2 separate regions of the Zea mays genome follow, and region 2 is linked to region 1. The links are chromatin contacts, called in public Hi-C maps. All regions are on one chromosome and are shown on one strand. Each heading gives the region's core, a stretch centred on a gene start, on an enhancer-like site or on the middle of the called end of the contact. The rest is flanking DNA. Distances are from core to core; before and after follow the strand shown.

Region 1 (4,868 bases), core at 1,777-4,276:
TGGTAACCTTGCTTGTCCTGGTGCTCTAGTGCCTCGGCGATCCTAAAGTTAGCGACAATAAGTTAACGCGAATGCAAGAAGACAGAGACAAACTGATGAACTGATCAGGATATGCCGATGGGCCTTGAGGAGTTGCAACTGTTTCAAAATGACATATTTCTGAGGTATTTGTCGAGACGTGCCTAATGCAGAGTGGTTGACATGGGTAAACTTTTGCTGGAAAGTGGGAACATTAACAAAGTACACTTAGCATCGAAGCATGGGACTGGTGCAGACAAAGAGCATAATGATTGAATCAGATTCCCACATGGTGTCATTATATGATCAGAAGACTTTTATCACATATGACAGAAGTGGCCACAGGGATAGTTGATACCGGCACAGAAGCAGCATTAATTCAGAAGCACACACTATAAACTTTTCTGAAATGTAACTGAAGAATATAGAATAGGCTTCATTGACTTACATCTCTGTATGGGAAATCATCGACTTCAAGCATGTGAATGACATGACTAATCTTTGGTCTCTTAAGAGCATCAGGGTCTACGCATCTCAGCGCCACTAGCAAAGCCTTCTTCAGTGCTCTTGAGGAAGGTTTCTTGGGTATCTTTGGATCCACAACCCCATCCGAGTTTCGGGTGCTTACCATCGTCTTAAGCCAATCAACTAAATTAACCTGAAAAGTATAATGTGAAGGTTTATAATGCGCTAAAACAAGCTCGTAAAATAGCAAACTGACTAAGGAGGTACAGTACAGGCAAGACTAACCTCTCCTGGTGGCCTATTATAATCCACTGGTACCCTACCGGATATTATCTCCATTATAAGAATCCCAAAACTATATATGTCGCTTGTTTCATTCAACATCCCAGTCCCTGCGTACTCTGGAGCAACATACCTGTGATGAGTGAGAAGGAAATCAGCACCCATCAGTGATCAGTCACAGCCACCTGATGTTAATGAAAGCCTAGGTGTGCACTGAACAGATTCTAACCCGAAAGTTCCCATAACTCTTGTGGTGACATAACTCCTTTCTGAACCAAGAAGCTTCGCAAGTCCGAAATCCGAGAGCTTAGCATTCCATTGCTTGTCCAGAAGGATGTTGCTTGACTTGACATCACGGTGAACCACCTTTGGTTCAAGCCCCTCGTGCAAATACATTAACCTAAATGAGGGTAGAAATTTAGGTAATTTAAGTAGAGTGTCAGTTTAAACTCTGTAGACCAACAAGGATAAGATAACCGCGCACATACCCTTTTGCTGTTCCCAGTATGATCTTCATCCTGTCATCCCAGGCGAGAGGGCTTCTGGGCCCAACATCCCCGTGCAGCCATTGTTCTAAGTTCCCATTATCAACATACTCATATACAAGCATCCTGACAAGAAACACAGAACCAACATCTACATTAGTATTGTATCAGCCAAACAAGCGAAACAAGTGGTTTGCACACACCTGACAAGACATACCTCTGATTACCCTCAGCACAGTATCCTAGAAGGCGCACAAGGTTCTTGTGTCGCACACGCCCGATCGCTTCGACCTCAACCTTGAATTCCTTCTCTGCCTGCCCCCTAACAAGTCAAAGGGTACAAAGTTTCTAAATTTTAGCAGCACACTGAAGAAAGTCGATCATGTCAAATTTGCACAGAAATCAGTCATCTTGTTGAACTATGTCTCTCAAAAAACAACTCAACCTACTATTATAGAACACAAGCGAATTGTCAGTGACAAGCTCCTCCATTTGCTATGCAAATTGAAATCCTCATGCTGAATCCGTAGCTATGTGCAATCAGCACAATGCCAGACATTTTAAATTCAGCACGAACATGCCACTGAAAGTACAGAGTACTCCTAAACTAATCGGCAATGTCGGATAGTCAGATATGAATGCCAATTGAATGCAGGTTTGCAGTCCATGAAGTTAACATCTACTGGTAGGTGGTTCGGTACCTGTTGTTTAGCAAGTTCTTGACGGCGACCTGCGTGCCGTTTTCGAGCACGCCACGGTACACGATCCCGTACCCGCCCTCGCCGATCACGTTCCCGTCGGCGAACATCCCGGTCGCGGTCTCCAGCTCCTTGAGCGTGTACCAGTGGCCCCACCCCAGATGGGACACCTCGGGCACCGCCGGGGGCGCGCGCTCCGCGGCGCCACCGCGGCTCTCGCCGTTGCCGTGCGGCGAAGGCCCGTCGCTCCGGTGGCTGGGGTGCTGCTGCTGCTCCGGGTGCGTGACGTGGTGCTCCTTGCCGGTCACGAGCTGCTCGGAGACCGGTGGCGTGGGGAGCTGGAGCACCTGCGCGAGCGCAAGCGGCGTCTTCGCTGGGGCGGCGGCGGCGGCGTGGGAGGGGACTTCTTGGATGTCCTTGGGCGCCTTGGCATTCGTGGGATTCTTGGGCGGGGCGGTGGTGGGGAGCTGCTGCGCGGGGTTGGCCGGCCGCTGCCGCCGGCGACGGCGACGGCGGAAGGCGAGGAGGCAGAGGACGGAGATGAGGACGAGCAGTAGCACGAAGGCGGCACCGACGCCGATGCCGACGAGCACCCACATGCGGAGCCCAAACACCACCGTGCTCTGGGACAGCTCCGTGTCCGACATGGGAGCTGGCGGAGCGCGAGCAGCCAGGGCAACGCCGTGGATGGATATCGCTTCTTGCGAACTGGCGGATCTCCTCGTGCGTGTTCCCGAGCGGAATTAGCTGGCAACGCTCGGATTCCACGGCGCAGACAGCATTGTCTAGAGTCTGGACTGGAACAGGGGCAGCAAGCACGTACGGTGGATTTTGCGAAGGATCGGGCGGCAAGATTGGGTTCCGCGGATGAAACAGTATGGCAAATGCCGCAGCTTTTGTGCTTGGTAGCTGGATTTGAGTGGGTAATCTGGTGAGGCACCCAGAAGGGAAAGGGGTTGTAGTTGGCGACAATGTCGTTGTAAAGATTGGACTTGTTTGGGGGGAAAGGTGAGGAGTGGATGGTTTGGTGTGATGAAAATTGTGGGTTCTGGCCGTCTGGCGTGACTGGAGAACAGAGATGGTGTGGCTGGTGGTGGCGGTGGGGGCGGATGGCGTGAGTCGTGACGAGGATCCCAGGGGCGAAACGAAGAATACAGGCAGAGGGAGGAGTGAATGGTTTGCTTGCAGAACTGTGGATGTACATGTACCAGAGATGTGAGACTGTGGTGGGTGACTTCTCCCGGAGTCGGAGTGGAGGGAGAGTAATGTGGAGTAATGAAGGTGCTGCTCCTCTGCATGCATGGAGGGAGGTGGAAGAGGAGGAAGCCAGCCAGCCCCTGCAAAGAGGAGAATAATAATAATTCAAGTGTAGAGAAGAAGGGGCATGGCATGGGCATCTGATCTTTTTTCTTTGCGATGATGAGGTGGATCGTGGATGGAATACAGCCAGCAGCAGCGCGTACTGATAATAGTCTACTGGAGGAGCTGGCATGTGGTAGCATGTTGCATGTTTTTATACTCTGTTCTTTTCTTTCAAATGTCAAATGCGATGCTTTGTTTTTGCAGGCGTGTTATCTGCCAGAGGTCCCCCACCTACAATGTACTGCATCGTGCAATTAGCTGTCCCTCTCAGTGGCATAGATCAGATGCTCGCACCAATAAAATACAAAGGACAAGCTCGTAAGGAACAGATTTATTGCTACTCGGTACGAATTTCTTGTGTGTCAGGGTGTGTTTTCAATTCTAAGAGCCGAAAAAAAAATCCCTACTGTCGGGATGTGGTATAAAAGGTAGGATTAAAATGCACTAGCGGTCTTTAAACTTGGTACATTGTGTCGCTTAGACTCCAAATATATATAGAAAAACATGTTCTTGAACTTTGACTACATGTGTAAAATCGTTCAAAACCAAAAACCAAATTTGCTTAAATCGGATGGCGACGTGGCAATACCACATTGGAGCCTCTCCACTCTGTTGAGCACCACCTGGTTCGTGGAGTCCCGTCACTTAGGTCTTCGAATTGACATGCTATGTCACTTGGATGTCTGAATTTTCATTAGTACCATCCAGCGCGGCATTGCCACATCATCTTCCGGTTTGAGTAAATTCGGTTTTAACTGATTTTGTATAGGTCGACAAAGTTCAAGGACCCGTTTTTCCTGGTTTTCTAAGTTTAGGGCCTAACACAACGTGTAATGTTCAAAAGTTAATTGGTAAAGGTTTGTATGTTGATACGGTTTCTATTTATATTTGAGTAAGAATATAAAACACAAAGAAGAGGGATGACGTACAACGACCCTAAAAAAATCATGTAAACTAATGCTTTATATAATATAAAATCACCATTCATTGTACATATTCATTTTATCATGTAAACTAGTGTTCGTTTGCGCTACGATTTCCGATGTTTGATCAGACCTGCTTGGACCGACCGTGATTGATCATGACGCTGTACTTAGATTAGAGAGATTATAAGTTCATGATCGCCCCTTGCCCACGAAACAAAGCCAAGACCACCATCATCATGACACAAGCGCACGCATCAGATATTCTTTTACAAGGTTCAGACGGCGAGACCTGCCGCTCACCATTTTCCTTTCAACAAAGGAAGTTTTATTTTCTTCTCAAAGTTATTTCATCGAGATGACATAAAACATAATACTGTCGCTCAGCATGAGTGTTACTCCTTGTACCTTTTGTGTTGTGCGTGGCAGTAGCGTTTAGCATCCACAACAATTTGTCTTTCAAAGATGACCCTACATCCGGCAGGATGATTGCAAGCTTGCAGCCACAGCGCTACTAGATCTGCCGTAAATATGCCAAGCCAAATTTACATCAAATGTGAAGGAAACAGGTGACGTCTTAGAAGGGATAAATTAGGACTTCTAAAACTTTCACTAAATAAGGCCACAATTAAATC
Region 2 (4,868 bases), core at 655-3,154, 170 kb before region 1:
CTCTTGAACACTAAGAGGAGAATTTCATTAAGGGGGAGTTTTGTTTAGTCAAAGGAAAAGCATTTGAAGGGGGAGAAAATTTCGAATCTTGAAAATGCTTCTCAAAATCATATTCATATACCTTTGACTATTTGCAAAAAGACTTTGAAAATAATTTCCAAAAATATTTGCAAAAATAAAACAAGTGGTTCAAGCGTGGTCCAAAATGTTAAATTAGAAGAAAGCGTCCATACATATCTTATGAAATGTAAATTGGTTTGATTCCAAGTAACCTTTGCACTTACCTTATGCAAACTAGTTCAATTTTGCACTTATATATTTGCTTTGGTTTGTGTTGGCATCAATCACCAAAAAGGGGGAGATTGAAAGGGAAATAGGGTCAAACCTTTTCCTAAATGATTTTGGTGGTTGAATTGCCCAACACAAATAATTGGACTAACTAGTTTGCTCTAGATTATAAGTTCTACAGGTGCCAAAGGTTCAACACAAACCATTAAAAAGTCAAAGAAAGAGTTCAAATCAAAGGAACAAAGAAAACCGAAGGCTGCCTCGGTCTGGCGCACCGGACTGTCCGGTGTGCCACCGGACAGTGTCCGGTGCACCAGAGAGATCAACTCCGAACTTGCCACCTTCGGGTTTCTGGAAATGCCCTCCGCTATAATTCACCGGACTGTCCGGTGTAGCACCGGACTGTCCGGTGTGCCAAGCGGAGTAACGGCTACAGCGCCAACGGTCGACTGCAAAAGTGTACAATGAATAGTGAACAGTGCGGACTGCGCGTGCAGAGTCTAAGCAAGCGCCAGAAGGCGCACCTGATAGTGAACAGTGACGGTCCGGTGGCCCCACTTGTCAGAGCTCCAACGGTCGAACCCTAACGGTTGGGTGACGTGGCTGGCACACCGGACAGTGTCCGGTGGCGCCCTTCGACAACAGCCTTCTCCAACGGCCACTTTGGTGGTTGGGGCTATAAATACCCCCAACCACCACACTACAAGGCATCCAAGTTTTCAGCCAACATATTCAATACAAGAGCTAGTGTATTCAATACAAGACACAATTAGAGTGAATCAAAATATCTCCAAATCCTAATTCCACTCAAAGCAATAGTGACTAGAAGAGAGAGTTTTGTCGTGTTCTTTTGAGCTCTTGCGCTTGGATTGCTTTTCTTCTTTCCCATTTCTTGTTTCCAAGATCTTTGTAATCAAAGCAAGAGACACCAATTATGTGGTGGTCCTTGTGGGGACTAAATGTTCCAATTGATTGAGAAGAGAAGCTCACTCGGTTTAGGTGACCGTTTGAGAGAGAGAAAGAGTTGAAAGAGACCCGGTCTTTGTGACCACCTCAACGGGGAGTAGGTTTGCAAGAGCCGAACCTCGGTAAAACAAATCATCGTGTCACTCTCGCTATTTGCTTGTGATTTGTTTTTCGCCCTCTATTTCGGACTCGATTATATTTTTAACGCTAACTCCGGCTTGTAGTTGTGCTTAAAGTTTATAAATTTCAGATTTGCCTATTCACCCCTCTCTAGGCGACTTTCAAAAGTGTAGAACCTGATCATTCGATTAATCGTCCGATTAAATTATGGATGATAAGGCTGCAGTTTGCACGGCTTGAAAATTTTGGCCCACTCCTATTTGTTTTTCACCAATCTTTTTTGGCTCAGCAGCCCAACACAGTTAGAGTATTTGATTTAATGAATGAGCTAGTTTATCGTTTTTATACTCATATTTTTTCGTTTGGTTTATGAAATATAATGAGTTGATTCATCATCATCTTATTTCTTATAATTAGTTAGTTACTATTGATATAAAAAATTTGGTCGTTTAATCGAATTTGAGGACACCTCGTTTCGAATGAAGTGATTCAAACAACCCCTTTGAAAACCAGTGCCCACTGTCCTATACGCTAACACGGGTGCCCAGCCGCCGCAGTCTTTCGAACTGAGGAACCCTAGGCCCAGCACTCGGCGACGGCGGCGCGCCACCGGCGACGGGATCAGCGGCATCACTCCCCTCCTTCCCCGGCGCGGCGGCGCCCCGCACCTAGGCCCTAGCACTGCAGCACTCGACAACAGGATCAGCGGTCGCGCCCCCCTCCTCCTTCCCCGGCGCGGCGGCGCCCTGTAGCTGCAGGTACAGCTCTCGGGCTCGATGCCTCCATCTCTTCTCCCCAGTCCCCACTTCCCCAGTACTCGTTCATCTCTAGCTCTGCTGGCCTGCTAGGTAAGTAGGTAACTGTGGTTGTGGGTTGTGGCTTGTAGGTGCTCGGTTCAAAGCCCGATTAATCGGACTGATCGTCCCATTAATCGGTCTGATCGGCTGATCGCCCCTCTGGCGGTCAGAAACGATCAACCGATCTTAAAATATTGGTGACAACTATGAACATTTCCCTCTCCAATCTCTTCGGGCCCTAAAATTTCTAACCCTAACTTTCTCTGATCTAGTTTTGATGTAGTTTGTAGGTGCACCTTGGTTGATTAATAGTAATTATGTAGATGTGCTCTAATTGTAGCTTGTAGATTCATCATGGTCATTAGGGGGGCGTTTGGTTGCCTTCTCCGGTGGTGCAGCTGCATCTACACATGCAAAAAGTAGTGTTTGTTTGGTTCGTTGTATCGCACGAGACAGGCTAGCACGGAACTTAAAGCGCCGCGAGCCAGGCCCGGCAGAAACGCATCGCGCGGCCGCACGCGCGCGGCCAGGCTCCGCTCAGCCAGCTCTTTACTCGTGCACGCATATCGAGACACGTTTTTAATTGGTTTTTTCATTATATCGTCTAATTAAAAGATTTAATCACCGAACCGATTTCATATCCGCGTTCCTGACATTTTTGCGAACGAAACTAGACCACTCATACTATATATATTTCAAATAAAAAAATTACGTGATTAAGATTAATATATAATTAGTGTATATTAACATGTAATTAGTATCTATTAAGCAATTTACCATATAATTAGTGTCTATTAATAGATTTTTTAATTTTTTTTAACTCATGCACCATGTACTCATGCAAGCAACCAAACAACATCTCTTGTGAACCAGACTGGCCACATACACACAACCAAACACGCTATACTGCATGCACTCAGCCAGTCCAGTCTGAGCCAGGCTCACTAGATACGAGCCAGGCTCACCCATACAAGTAACCAAACGCCCCCTAGAAAGCGTAGGCCCAAAAGGTAGACGCAATTCTTTATTCTATATGGTCTTTAAGCTTCACTCTTGCATATTTCGAACTATTAGTACGCTGTTTGAACTATTTGTATTGTAATCTAAGATTTATTATGCTGTTTGGTATTACGTCATAATTTTTACGTTGCGTTACCGAATTGTTAAATTTTTTTTTCCGGTTTGGATGTGAAAATTTTAATCTGGCATACCCCATGCAAAATTCTAGATCTGCCACTGTCCGCCTGCCGGTCATGGAGCACCTCCGGTGGCGCCCCACAGTGAACGAGCGCGACTTCATTGAGTGTGCGCTCCAGTCTGACCTCCGTGTTGACGGCCGCCACTCCTTTGACTTCCGCAAGCTCAAGATCACCTTCGGCAGGTACATCCCCCTTCTCCTACCTATTCGGCTATTCCGAGCTCGCTTCTGCACCTCTAGGTCAAGATCCACCATCGTCCTTTGCTAACACATCACATTGTCACATTGCCGTCGTGGCTTTGTTTTGCGTTGCTCTTGCATGTGGCAATTTGGGTGTTTATTTGGCGAGTAGATTTGCATCCTTATTGGTGTTGTCGTTGTGAGTTTCAGGGAGGATGGCTCGTCAGAGGTGCAGCTCGGGGAGACACACGTGATGGGCTACGTGACCGTGCAGCTGGTGCAGCCATACCGTGACAGGCCGAATGAGGGGACGCTGGCCATATTCACCGAGTTCTCACCCATGGCCGACCCCTCCTTTGAGCCTGGGCGTCCTGGGGAATTAGCAATTGAGCTTGGCCGAGTTATTGACCGTGGCCTCAGGTCTCCTAATTCTTCTTTCTGTAATTTACCAGAAAGGGTTTAAGCATGGAGGCTGATGATGTGGATTTTCTGTGTGTTTGTATTTTTTTTTGTCAGGGAGAGTCGAGCTGTTGACATGGAGTCCTTGTGTGTTGTTGCTGGGAAGCATGTCTGGTCTGTGCGTGTGGACCTTCACATCTTGGATAACGGAGGGTATGGGCTAAAGAGTTATAAATTGTTTGCTGATGTAATTAATTTGTGAACATTTGCATGTTAAAGTTCTAAGCTTTTCCATTGCCTTTATAGGAATCTCATTGATGCAGCTAATATCGCTGCATTGGCAGCTTTATCTACTTTCCGGAGGCCTGAATGCACGGTTGGTGGGGACGATGGTCAGCAAGTTACAGTGCATGATCCTGAGGTAGACGTACACTCCCAATGTGCTCTATTGTTTATGCTTTTGCCAATATATCCCTCAAAGGTCATGCTCCCTTATAGCGTTAGATTCATTAATTATACTCCCTGCATCCTGAAAAGGACGCAATTATAGAATAGTGCTACGCTAAAGTATGTCAAGTTTGATCGAGTTTATATAAATATGTTAATAATTAATGTTTATTGTACTAACTAGGTACCATTAGATTTGTCATGAGCCCATGAAACATATATTTACAGTATACTTATTTGAAGTCATACATGTTGATACTATTTTCTATAAATTTAGTCAAACTTAAGGTAGATTGATTTTGACCAGACCTAGAATTGCATCCTTCTTGGGACGGAGGTAGTATGTCCTTAAGAGCACATTCGTCTGACTCCCATAATTTTCTTAGTGTGAAACTGCAGTATGGGCCTAATGCTCGCCTTTTGTCCTGCTTTGTTAACCACTGCAACTATCTTGTGTTTTGATTTGATGTATT

What was found. A called contact is a pair of places that touch in the nucleus more often than the background predicts.
Region 2: a contact with region 1 is called in a Hi-C map of leaf, with 4 times the contacts expected there. The contact joins the promoter of LOC100384304 here to the promoter of LOC100273626 in region 1. A contact is called at or near these places in 4 of 25 Hi-C or Micro-C datasets (ear, endosperm, leaf and 1 more).

What each region holds. Positions count from the first base shown.
Region 1 is chr5:174,578,437-174,583,304 of Zm-B73-REFERENCE-NAM-5.0, reverse strand. It overlaps LOC100273626 (putative protein kinase superfamily protein), which reads right to left and starts at 3,026. Exons shown (of 7, transcript NM_001148042.1): 1 at 1,952-3,026; 2 at 1,468-1,572; 3 at 1,254-1,376; 4 at 995-1,165; 5 at 769-898; 6 at 467-676; 7 at 1-42. The coding sequence starts at 2,595.
Region 2 is chr5:174,747,004-174,751,871 of Zm-B73-REFERENCE-NAM-5.0, reverse strand. LOC100384304 reads left to right here and starts at 1,904. Exons shown (of 10, transcript NM_001176862.2): 1 at 1,904-2,132; 2 at 3,400-3,552; 3 at 3,760-3,969; 4 at 4,066-4,161; 5 at 4,255-4,369. The coding sequence starts at 3,425.